Linked DNA regions of Danio rerio: region 2 is linked to region 1. A link is a contact called in public Hi-C data. All regions are on one chromosome and are shown on one strand. Each heading gives the region's core, a stretch centred on a gene start, on an enhancer-like site or on the middle of the called end of the contact. The rest is flanking DNA. Distances are from core to core; before and after follow the strand shown. Region 1 holds the start of si:dkey-14d8.7. Region 2 has its middle 6.4 kb from the start of rsph9.

The links. Hi-C and Micro-C count contacts between places; a contact is called where the count stands out from the background.
Region 2: a Hi-C map of hematopoietic stem cells shows a contact between it and region 1, with 2.8 times the contacts expected there. The contact joins the enhancer-like site here to the promoter of si:dkey-14d8.7 in region 1. A contact is called at or near these places in 3 of 18 Hi-C or Micro-C datasets (caudal fin, hematopoietic stem cells and an unstated tissue).

What each region holds. Positions count from the first base shown.
Region 1 is chr4:5,958,221-5,962,761 of GRCz12tu, forward strand. It overlaps si:dkey-14d8.7, which reads left to right and starts at 1,490. Exons shown (of 5, transcript NM_001044836.1): 1 at 1,490-1,574; 2 at 1,663-1,741; 3 at 2,470-2,658; 4 at 2,730-2,882; 5 at 4,124-4,228. The coding sequence starts at 1,520. The coding sequence ends at 4,169. LOC101884942 (soluble scavenger receptor cysteine-rich domain-containing protein SSC5D) reads right to left here. Exons shown (of 16, transcript XM_021475421.3): 8 at 1-11.
Region 2 is chr4:6,077,605-6,082,593 of GRCz12tu, forward strand. No RefSeq gene overlaps it. Among named protein-coding and RNA genes, the nearest start is that of rsph9, 6.4 kb to the left of the region's middle. Within about 2 kb of position 2,332, at least 16 of the 62 cell types and tissues checked have an H3K27ac peak or open chromatin away from gene starts, as enhancers often do.

The DNA.
Region 1 (4,541 bases), core at 240-2,739:
GTGAACCAAGACTGTGAGAAGAAAGAAATGACATCAGCTCAACAGAATAAAATAAATCATTGAATTTGTCTATTTTCTTACAAAACCTATCAACTGAATGATTCATATTTTATTTGCATGCTTTTATTTATTGGTACCCTAAAAAATATAATAAAAAATACATAAACTTTTGAATTTGAATGCATTAACACAAAGCACCAGAGATTATTCTAAACTGGATGCACTACTCACAAACAGGTCAAACATAGAACTACTAATGGAGTGCAAACAAACGCAGTTATGACATTAGCTAACCACTAGAAGTCACTGCAGGACATTTCAATGAGTGGGAACAGTTTTTATTTTCTGTTTCAGTTGATATTTGGCCAGTGGGCTGCATCATGGTGGAGATGTTACTTGGAAGGCCACTTTTTAAAGGATATGATGATTAACCTTTTGTGCTGGAATCCTTTTTTCAGCCATGAGTCACAGAGTGTGTGATGTTGAAGTAACACAAGTGTTGGTTTAAACTTGCTAGGAATTATTTCTTTCTTTGTGTTCAGTGAGCAAATACAATGTTTGATTTAACTACTTGGTGGTTGTCATAAACGTTTTGATTTATTGAATTTCTTCTTAACATCATTCCATCATCTATGTCTATATTTATGACAAGAAACAGTTACCTGCACTCAATTAACAATGAAACACAAAAATTACCAAGAAACTAACTGACATATTAAATTTAAAAGCGACAAAAATATATATGTATATTTATTTGATTTCAAAATAACACTACATCGCACACATATAAATAGAAAATTGAATAGAGTTTGATAGCACTCTATTGGAAGAACATAGAAAGTTCATCTATTGACCACTGGCTGAAAGATTTGACATTACATTGCACTGGAAAGAATCACCTACAGTATGAAGGGCAAATTAAAGAAGTACCATAAAATTTGGGATTTGTTTATACAATTTTTGGAACATAACTATACAATGGCACAAGCAAATACCTCTCATGCTTCGGGTTTATTGATTGATATATGTATATGTGTATTTCTGTATGTGGAGTATACAGTATATGTTTTTCTTTGCCTAAGCCCATGTATAACAATACAACTACCCGTTCAACTAAATTAGGATGCTTTGGGGGAGGGGGGAAGAGTTAAAATGTAAAAAAAAAAAAAAGTATTTTCATGCTAAAATCCAAGCGTTTTTCAGCAATAAAGTAAAAAAATAAAAATAAAAAAAGATTTTTCAATAGAAATTGCACGATTACAAATAATGCTTGTGCTTAAAATGAAAACTCATCATTAAAAACAGATGCCAAACCTTTTTCATGTATTTAACTTGCTTTTTTAACATCAGTGAGAATTCACCTTAAAATGGTGAAGGTCAACACCTGTTCAAACATGATGAGAACACACTTGTTAAATAACCGACCGTATGATACATCAGTGACCATCAGCTCTGAGCTCTATATAAACGCTGCACGCTTTTTCTCATAGATCGTCTCCTAATTTGACTTGACAACATCATGCAGAGAGCTGCTGTATTTCTGCTGCTGACCGCTCTCTTGGCGAGTGGACAGGGTGAGAAGCTTTTTGAACGTTTTTTCACTTCTTATAAATCAATATATAGGCTTGTTGTGAAATACTCTGTCTGAATCCATTCCCACAGAATTACTCTGGGAAAATGCCTATGATCAGCCTCTAGACTTTACCTGCCCTCCAGGACAGTCCATCTCCTATATAAAGAGGTGAGTGAGTGGAAAGCAGATACTTTGTATTTTGTTGAAGAAATACAGTATATGTTTAGCTGAATTATGAATAAATTTAAACACATAATAGATTTGCATTGCAGCAAGTTATATGGCATAAATTATTCAAGTTAACTGGAACATACTGCTTAAAGCTCATTTTATAACTAGTTAAATGCTAAGAAATGATTAAATTTCGTAAGTTATTTTGGGAATTTTATCATTGAATATTGTTAGAATACGTTAAACAGTGTATACCATTGTGTGCTTAAAAATAAAGACCAGCTAAATTTGTGTTATCACAAACGTTCTGTTAACATTACTGAAAAAAAGGTTTGCTAACTTTGGTAGAATGTTCACTGAAGTTCTGACATGTCCCTTGATTTGGTTTGGAACTCAATGCTCAATTTAAAGAGTGCTTGAGTTTACAATTCATTTACAGAAAGTGAAATACAGTACTGACAGTAAGTTCTTGTATATAATTTATCTATTTACGTCTATTCAATTACTTCAGGGTTGTCCAGGGTGTCCTGGAGAGTTTAGCTCCAACCCCAATCAAACACACCTGAACAAGCTAATCAAGCTCTTACTAGCTATACTAGAAACTTCCAGTCAGGTGTGTTGAAGCAAGTTGGAGCTAAGATCAGCAGGACACCGGCCCTCCAGGACCGACTTTAGACTCCCCTGAATTAATCCTCACTGTATACTTTCATCCTAATAAACCAAAGCCAACATCACAATCATCATGAGGACCGGATGTGGGAGTTTGGCTGTAAAGACACCTTTAGCTCTGGTGCAGACTGTTTTCTGTCACCGTATGTCAATGACTTCGACCAACAGTTCACCTATGAGTGTCCAGCACACCACTTCATGTCAGGAATGAGCAGCTACCACAACAACAAACATGAGGACAGACGGTGAGCGGAGATTTTCTTACTAATTTTGACATGTGTCACCTCAGGTAATCTTGTGACGTATCTTTATCCAGGTGGCAGTTTCACTGCTGTAGAGGTATTGGCCAATGTATTGCTGAATGTGAGTGGACGACTTATGTGAACTGGTTTGATGAATACTTTCACTGGACTGTGCCCAACCAAAACTACCTGGCGGGTGCTGAAAGCTACCACGAGAATAAACATGAGTAAGTATGGCTACCCAAAATATTCACTCTAAATACTGACAGGGTGATCAGCTGATAGGGTTCCTTCTATCCGCTTGCTAATTGAATAAATATATGGACATATATAGTTAAAGTCAGAATTATTCGCCCCCCTGTTTATTTTTTTCCCCAATTTTTGTTTAACAGAGAGCAGATTTTTTTTTTCAACACATTTCTAAACATAATAGTTTTAATAACTCATTTCTAATAACTGATATATTTTATATTTGCCATGATGACAGTACATAATATTTTACTAGATATCTTTCAAGACACTTCTATACAGCTTAAAGTGACATTTCAAGGCTTAACTAGGTTAATTAACTAGGCAGGTTAGGGTAATTAGGCAAGTTATTGTATAAGGATGGTTTGTTCTGTAGACTATCGAAAAAATATATAGCTTAAAGGGGCTAATAATTTTGGCTTTAAAATGTTTCTTTAAAAATTAAAAACTTTTTTTTTATTTATATTTTGGGAAATATTTAAAAAAGAAAAAAAAATTCAAAGGGGGACTAATAATTCTGACCTCAACTGTTTACACTCTCAGAAATAAAGGTACAGGAGCTGTCACTGGGGCATGTAACTTTTCAAACGGTACAAATTTGTACCTGAAGGGTCCATAATGATACCTTATGGAGTCTATGGTGTAATTGAAATGGCTTTTAGTTTATGAATTTTAATAGTCATTATACAGAAATATTAAATGGTATATATACAGTGTATGGATATGGTAAATAAATATATAGACATGAAGCTGCTTAAAAATAAATATATGGACATGATCAATTTCACAAAAACACCAGACTGCAGAGCACTACAAATAGCCAATCTGAGTTGTATAATAAAGATTAAGTGCCACATTTAATAAATAAAGCGAATTACTACAATTACACAATTTTCTTGTAATTGCACTACGGGAAAAACAAGGCATCGACTGGAGTAGAATATTCTAAGAGTGATTTTTTAACAGACTTTTAAAGCCAAGAGGCCATTGCAGTGGTTCAAGGTTTTAGTGAATCTGACACTAATAATTCCAAACAACATGTGTACATGTGTACATTGCAGTATTTTCAGATAATTCTGTCATTTACCCTCTGAAATGTTTTTTTTATTTAAAAATTAATAAAGGTTTTTAGTAGACAATGATTGTGCTAGAATAAAAATGGCATATAAAGAAAATGCATATTTCAATACTAATGTGATGTTAATTTTATGCTTTTCAGAGACCGCCGCTGGAGGTACAAGTATTGTACGAAAGTGCAATGCTGAGACTCTCGCAAATTCCCTCAAATTCAAATACAATAAATCTGAGTTGCACATCTGAATAAGTCATTTTCGGTTTATGAAATAATGTGAACCGTAGTGATTCATGATTTCTTCTCTTCTGGAAGGGATTTTCAGAGACTTGAAGATCCATCAATAATCTGCATTTTAATTCACTATAAACTGTATTATTAATTCACATGGTCAATGTCAAAATTAATGTTTGCTTTTTTGATTAGTGACTTAAAATGTGGCCTAATTACACCTATCCAATTATCATCTTGAAAATATGACTGTAAAAATATAAATGACAAAAAATAGGAATTGTCTAGGTTACAAATGGGCAATTTTACCGTCTTAAAAAGATGTCATTTCCTT
Region 2 (4,989 bases), core at 1,082-3,581, 120 kb after region 1:
GGGTTTACTCATAGATTTAAATGTACTCACTATTTACTCACACTTCACTTGTTTTAATACTATAGGAGATCCTAAATTATATTATTTTTGTGTTCGTTTAAGAAAAAAAGGAAACGCATAAATGTTTGAAACAAGGAAAGGGTGTCTAGAAAATGCTAATTTTTGGGTGAACCATTGATTTAAAAATGCATGCAGATGATAAACTTTTACTCCAACTTTTACAACAATGTGAGAGCTAGTTTTTGGCCAAGGACAGAAAAGAAGTAAGCTGCACAATATATCGTTTCAGCATCGATATATCAATCTATATGTGCATCCGCAATAGTCACATCACAGGATATGCAATGTCAGGATTATAGTTTAATATAGAGTTTAATCATAATGGAGTAAAAGTTTATCATCTGCATGCATTTTTAAATAGATGGTTCACCCAAAAATGAGCATTTTCTAGACACCCTTCCCTTGTTTCAAACATGTATGCAATTCCTTTTTTTCTTTAATGAACACAAAAAGAATAGAATTTAGGATCTCCTACAGTATTGAAACAAGTGAAGTGTGAGTAAATCGTGAGTACATTTAAATCTATGAGTAAACTGTCCCTTTAAGGCCTGAGAGTGTGTGAACATTTTAATATTTCAGAGTTTAAAACATCCAGCCACAAGACATTTTTTGTAACTTTAATAAATTAATTAATTGGCATGATGTCCCGGGAGAGAGCCCTGAGCTCATAAGATCCTCGAGCCCGGGGCTCCCTCCCGTTTGCAAAACAGGAGGGGAGTTTGAGCTCAGCTAGATCTCGAGAACTCCCCTGCTGAACTAGCCGATGAACAGACAGAGATTGCTCTTAAGAGATAACTACTTACTAGGAGCATTTCTATGGTGCCGATTTGTATTAGTCAATTAACTTAAGTTGCATGTTTTTGGACGGTGGGAGAAAACCAGGGAACCCCAGGGAAATCCACGTGAGCACGGGGAGAAAGTGTAAACTTCGCACAGAAACATCGGCTGGCTTGGTAAGGACTAAAAAACAGTGACGTTCTTGCTGTGAGGCAACAGTTCTATCCACTGGGCCACCGTGCCACCCATCTAGGAAAGGAAGAGGAGTAGGAGTGGAAGAGGGGATTCTTCAAAACAAAGATGGCTGTAATATGGAACTCAGGGTATTTATTGTGGCTTAGGAATCGTCTGATTGGTGAATCATAAATTGAATAATGCATGGCTGGCAGCAAGCAATCATAAGCACGAGATCCTCTCGAAATTAGTTTATAAATAAACTTCACTTATAATCATTCATTCATTCATTTTCTTGTCGGCTTAGTCCCTTTAATAATCTGGGGTCGCCACAGCGGAATGAACCGCCAACTTATCCAGCAAGTTTTTACGCAGCGGATGCCCTTCCAGCCGCAACCCATCTCTGGGAAACATTTACACACACATTCACACACACACTCATACACTATGGACAATTTAGCCTACCCAATTCACCTGTACCACATGTCTTTGGGGGAAACCGGAGTACCCGGAGGAAACCCACGCGAAGGCAGGGAGAACATGCAAACTCCACACAGAAACACCAACTGACCCGAGGTTCGAACCAGCGACCTTCTTGCTGTGAGGCGACAGCACTACCTACTGCACCACTGCCTCGCCCCACTTATAATCAATCCTCAGCAAAGTGTGAACTTGATTCTATGTAGAAAAGTCACTTCCTACCCTTCATCTGAATTTCGCGTTTCATCAATGACGCAATGTGCAAACAACCTATAAATTAAATGATTAGGAGTACATTCTCTGCTGAAAAAGATAAGTGAGCAGCAATGCACTCGATCTTCATTTTAGTGTGTACTATCCCTTTAAGACAAAGAGTGTTGGAGAATTACAGATTTTGAAGCTGGCTGGTTTGCTTGCTGGTTTATAAGAGTTCACCAAAGTTCTTTTGTAATCAAAATAGAAAAATTACGTCTAGAACAAGCTCTGTTGAAAAAGATAAGTGAGCAGCAATGCACTCGATCTTCATTTTAGAGTGAACTATACCTTTAAGACAAAAAGAGTGCTGTAGAATTACTGATTCTGTTGATGATCGGATAGCAGAGCAAAAGCCCAGGAAATTCTCCCTCAGTTTCTTCCCTCATTTATCTCTGTCTCGGTTTCTTCCCCTCCGCAAACCTTAAGAGACGTCTGGCAAAGAAATGAAACTTTGCTATTAGTTTTCCCTTAAAGTCTGTCTGGGTGAAGTGGAATAAGTTCACCCTCAGGGCCTGGTGAGGGTCTATTACTCTGGGCTCTGAGAACGTTACCTTACAGACCACCAGCGTTGCCATGGGAATAATCCCCGCAGACAAAAGGGAGGGATCAGAAGGGGAAATCAATGGCGTCGGGCTTTGTGGTTGGCTGGCATAGAGATCAGTCAAACGCACTCCAGGTCACCGGGTCACGGGCATCAATCATGGCTTCCCAAAAGAGTGTGGAGTATCTGAAAAGAGGAGAGAAGAAGGGAGGAGAGGAGGAAACATCTTCGTCTGCGTTAATGGAAGAATGAATCATCTTTTGGGTTATTTCGAGGCACCATATACAAGCGCAACAATAATTAGTTCCTGTAGTTTGAAAGACTAAACGCAGCTGGAGACGAGCCATTGAGTGTGTGAACGTGTCCCCGTATTCAACCATGTGATCTGAGCTACATGACAGGTCCCACATTGTGTAGATGCCCACTTTACAAGATTAATCATGCTTTTTTTTCTTTTAAACCTGTTTTAATGCACGTTTAATTGGTTTTGTATCATTTTAATTCATTGTTATTTTTATCCCTTATACTTATTGTATGATTTTTTAAAATCTCCTTGTTTATATAAAGCTCTTTGAATTACCATTGTATATGAAATGTGCTATATAAATATAAATATAGCACTTGCCTTGCGATAATATTAAGCAAAAGTCACTATAATGAGGTCATAAGAGCAGTTTCTAATCTAAAGTGTCACTTTATGGCTCCTAAAATGATCTTTGACGATCAGTTTTTTGATATTAAGATGAATTCTCAACTATTGTTCGTATAGCATGAGTGCACCATTCATGGGTATATCTCCCCCAAAAGTGTAAACACTGAGTCCCCTCGAGCACCCTTTAAAACACTGAGACTGGTCCACTTAAATCTGTCAATCACTTGTGACCAATAGCAAAAGTTTGGGGGCGTGGCGACTGTGGCAGACAGGCTTAGCCATTAGGTGTTTAGGATCATTGTTAACGCACAACATATGAAAAGAAATTCAGACTGGCCTCCAGAAGCGCAACATGAAATTCAAAGACCAGTGCTGAAAAAGAAATGCAAAATACACAGACTGGGTAAAACAAAGGATAAACTTTATCATTGCTTTTAGCAAGATGGAATCAATGTTTCATTTGGGTTTAGGTCGGGACACAGATTATGCCACACCTATTAAACCCATTTAAATGAGTAAACTTAACCTTATTGTCCTTAAATTAGTAAACCTAATCCTTATTGTAAGGACAAAAAGTAATCATAAGAGTGTGGTGTTCATATGTGCTCCTCATGTTTGCAAATGCTCTTTGAAAATATTAGGTATTTTTGTAAATCCGCTAGTAGTTCAAATATTAAATAAATAATACAAGGTATCTTTCATGTCTGTAACACAGATAGCTTCATCATAACGTTGTGTAATGTTGTATTTTAGTGAAAGTAGCGTTTAAATCTATATGCAGGAACATGAGGCATTGTAACTGTGATTCTAATAAAATCTGTTTATTTACTATGCTAATAGTTGGCTTATATCCAGGCCTCCAGCAGCTGTTTGTAGAGGTACAATAAGGTTCATCTGGATTCGCTACAGCTGCCAACACTTGATTCACTTTATAACAAAAATGCTTCATTGGTCTGGGAGTTTTGCCACAATGAGGCCCTCAGCAAACACCATTCAGTGCAACCCTGACCTCTGGTCAGCACGTTTTTGGGCCTTTTAAAGAATTACTGAAATGCTTTATTTGACCCACATGCATGTTTTGTCTAAAGTAGCATATGGACATTTGCGTCTATTAAAGCTCTAAAGGGTTTATCATGGTGTCAAATGCTGTAAACGCTTTCGTTTCTGGCTTGCACAGACTGAACTCAAGCTATAAAAATATATATAGTTTTTATTTGTATGATTGTTCATATGTGCTTTACACCAAACATGTGACCTCTGAGATCCTACTACATACTCAAATCCACATAGGAAAAAGAAAAAATCTTAACAAAAGATTAGAAGTTTTTTTTTTTTTAATAAAGGGTGCCATAAAACATCTTGCAACTTGAGAGTTAAAGAACCAGCTGGTACCAATAACAATTTACAAAAAAAAAATTACTATAATACTACCATGTATGTTTTGTTTGCATTATATTACAGGGTGATACACAACAATCAATCAGTCTATCATCTATCTATCTATCTATCTATCTATCTATCTATCTATCTATCTATCTATCTATCTATCTATCTATCTATCTATCTATCTATCTATCTGTATATCTATATCTATCTGTATATCTATATCCATCTGTATATCTATCTATCTATCTATCTATCTATCTATCTATCTATCTATCTATCTATCTATCTATCTATCTATCTATCTATCTATCTATCTATCTATCTATCTATCTATCTATCTATCACACACACATGACCTTTGACCTATAACCTAAACAACAAATAAATGTCAATCATGTCGTTACACATATTATTAATGCTTTATTTCCCACCTATAAGAAATAAATTGATGCCATCTACCTGTAGATACGTAGATGAAGAGGCGCCCTCTAGTGTACCTAGGGTGATAATGGTCTGTGTTCGAACTGGCTAAAATGTGTAATGACGTTAGCCGTTTCAAACATTACAGGGGGCGCTAAACTGCGGTTTTCTCTGTGTTATTATCTATGATGTTTAACAGAGTAAATGAATGTTCACAGTATGTCTGATAATATTTTTTTCTTCT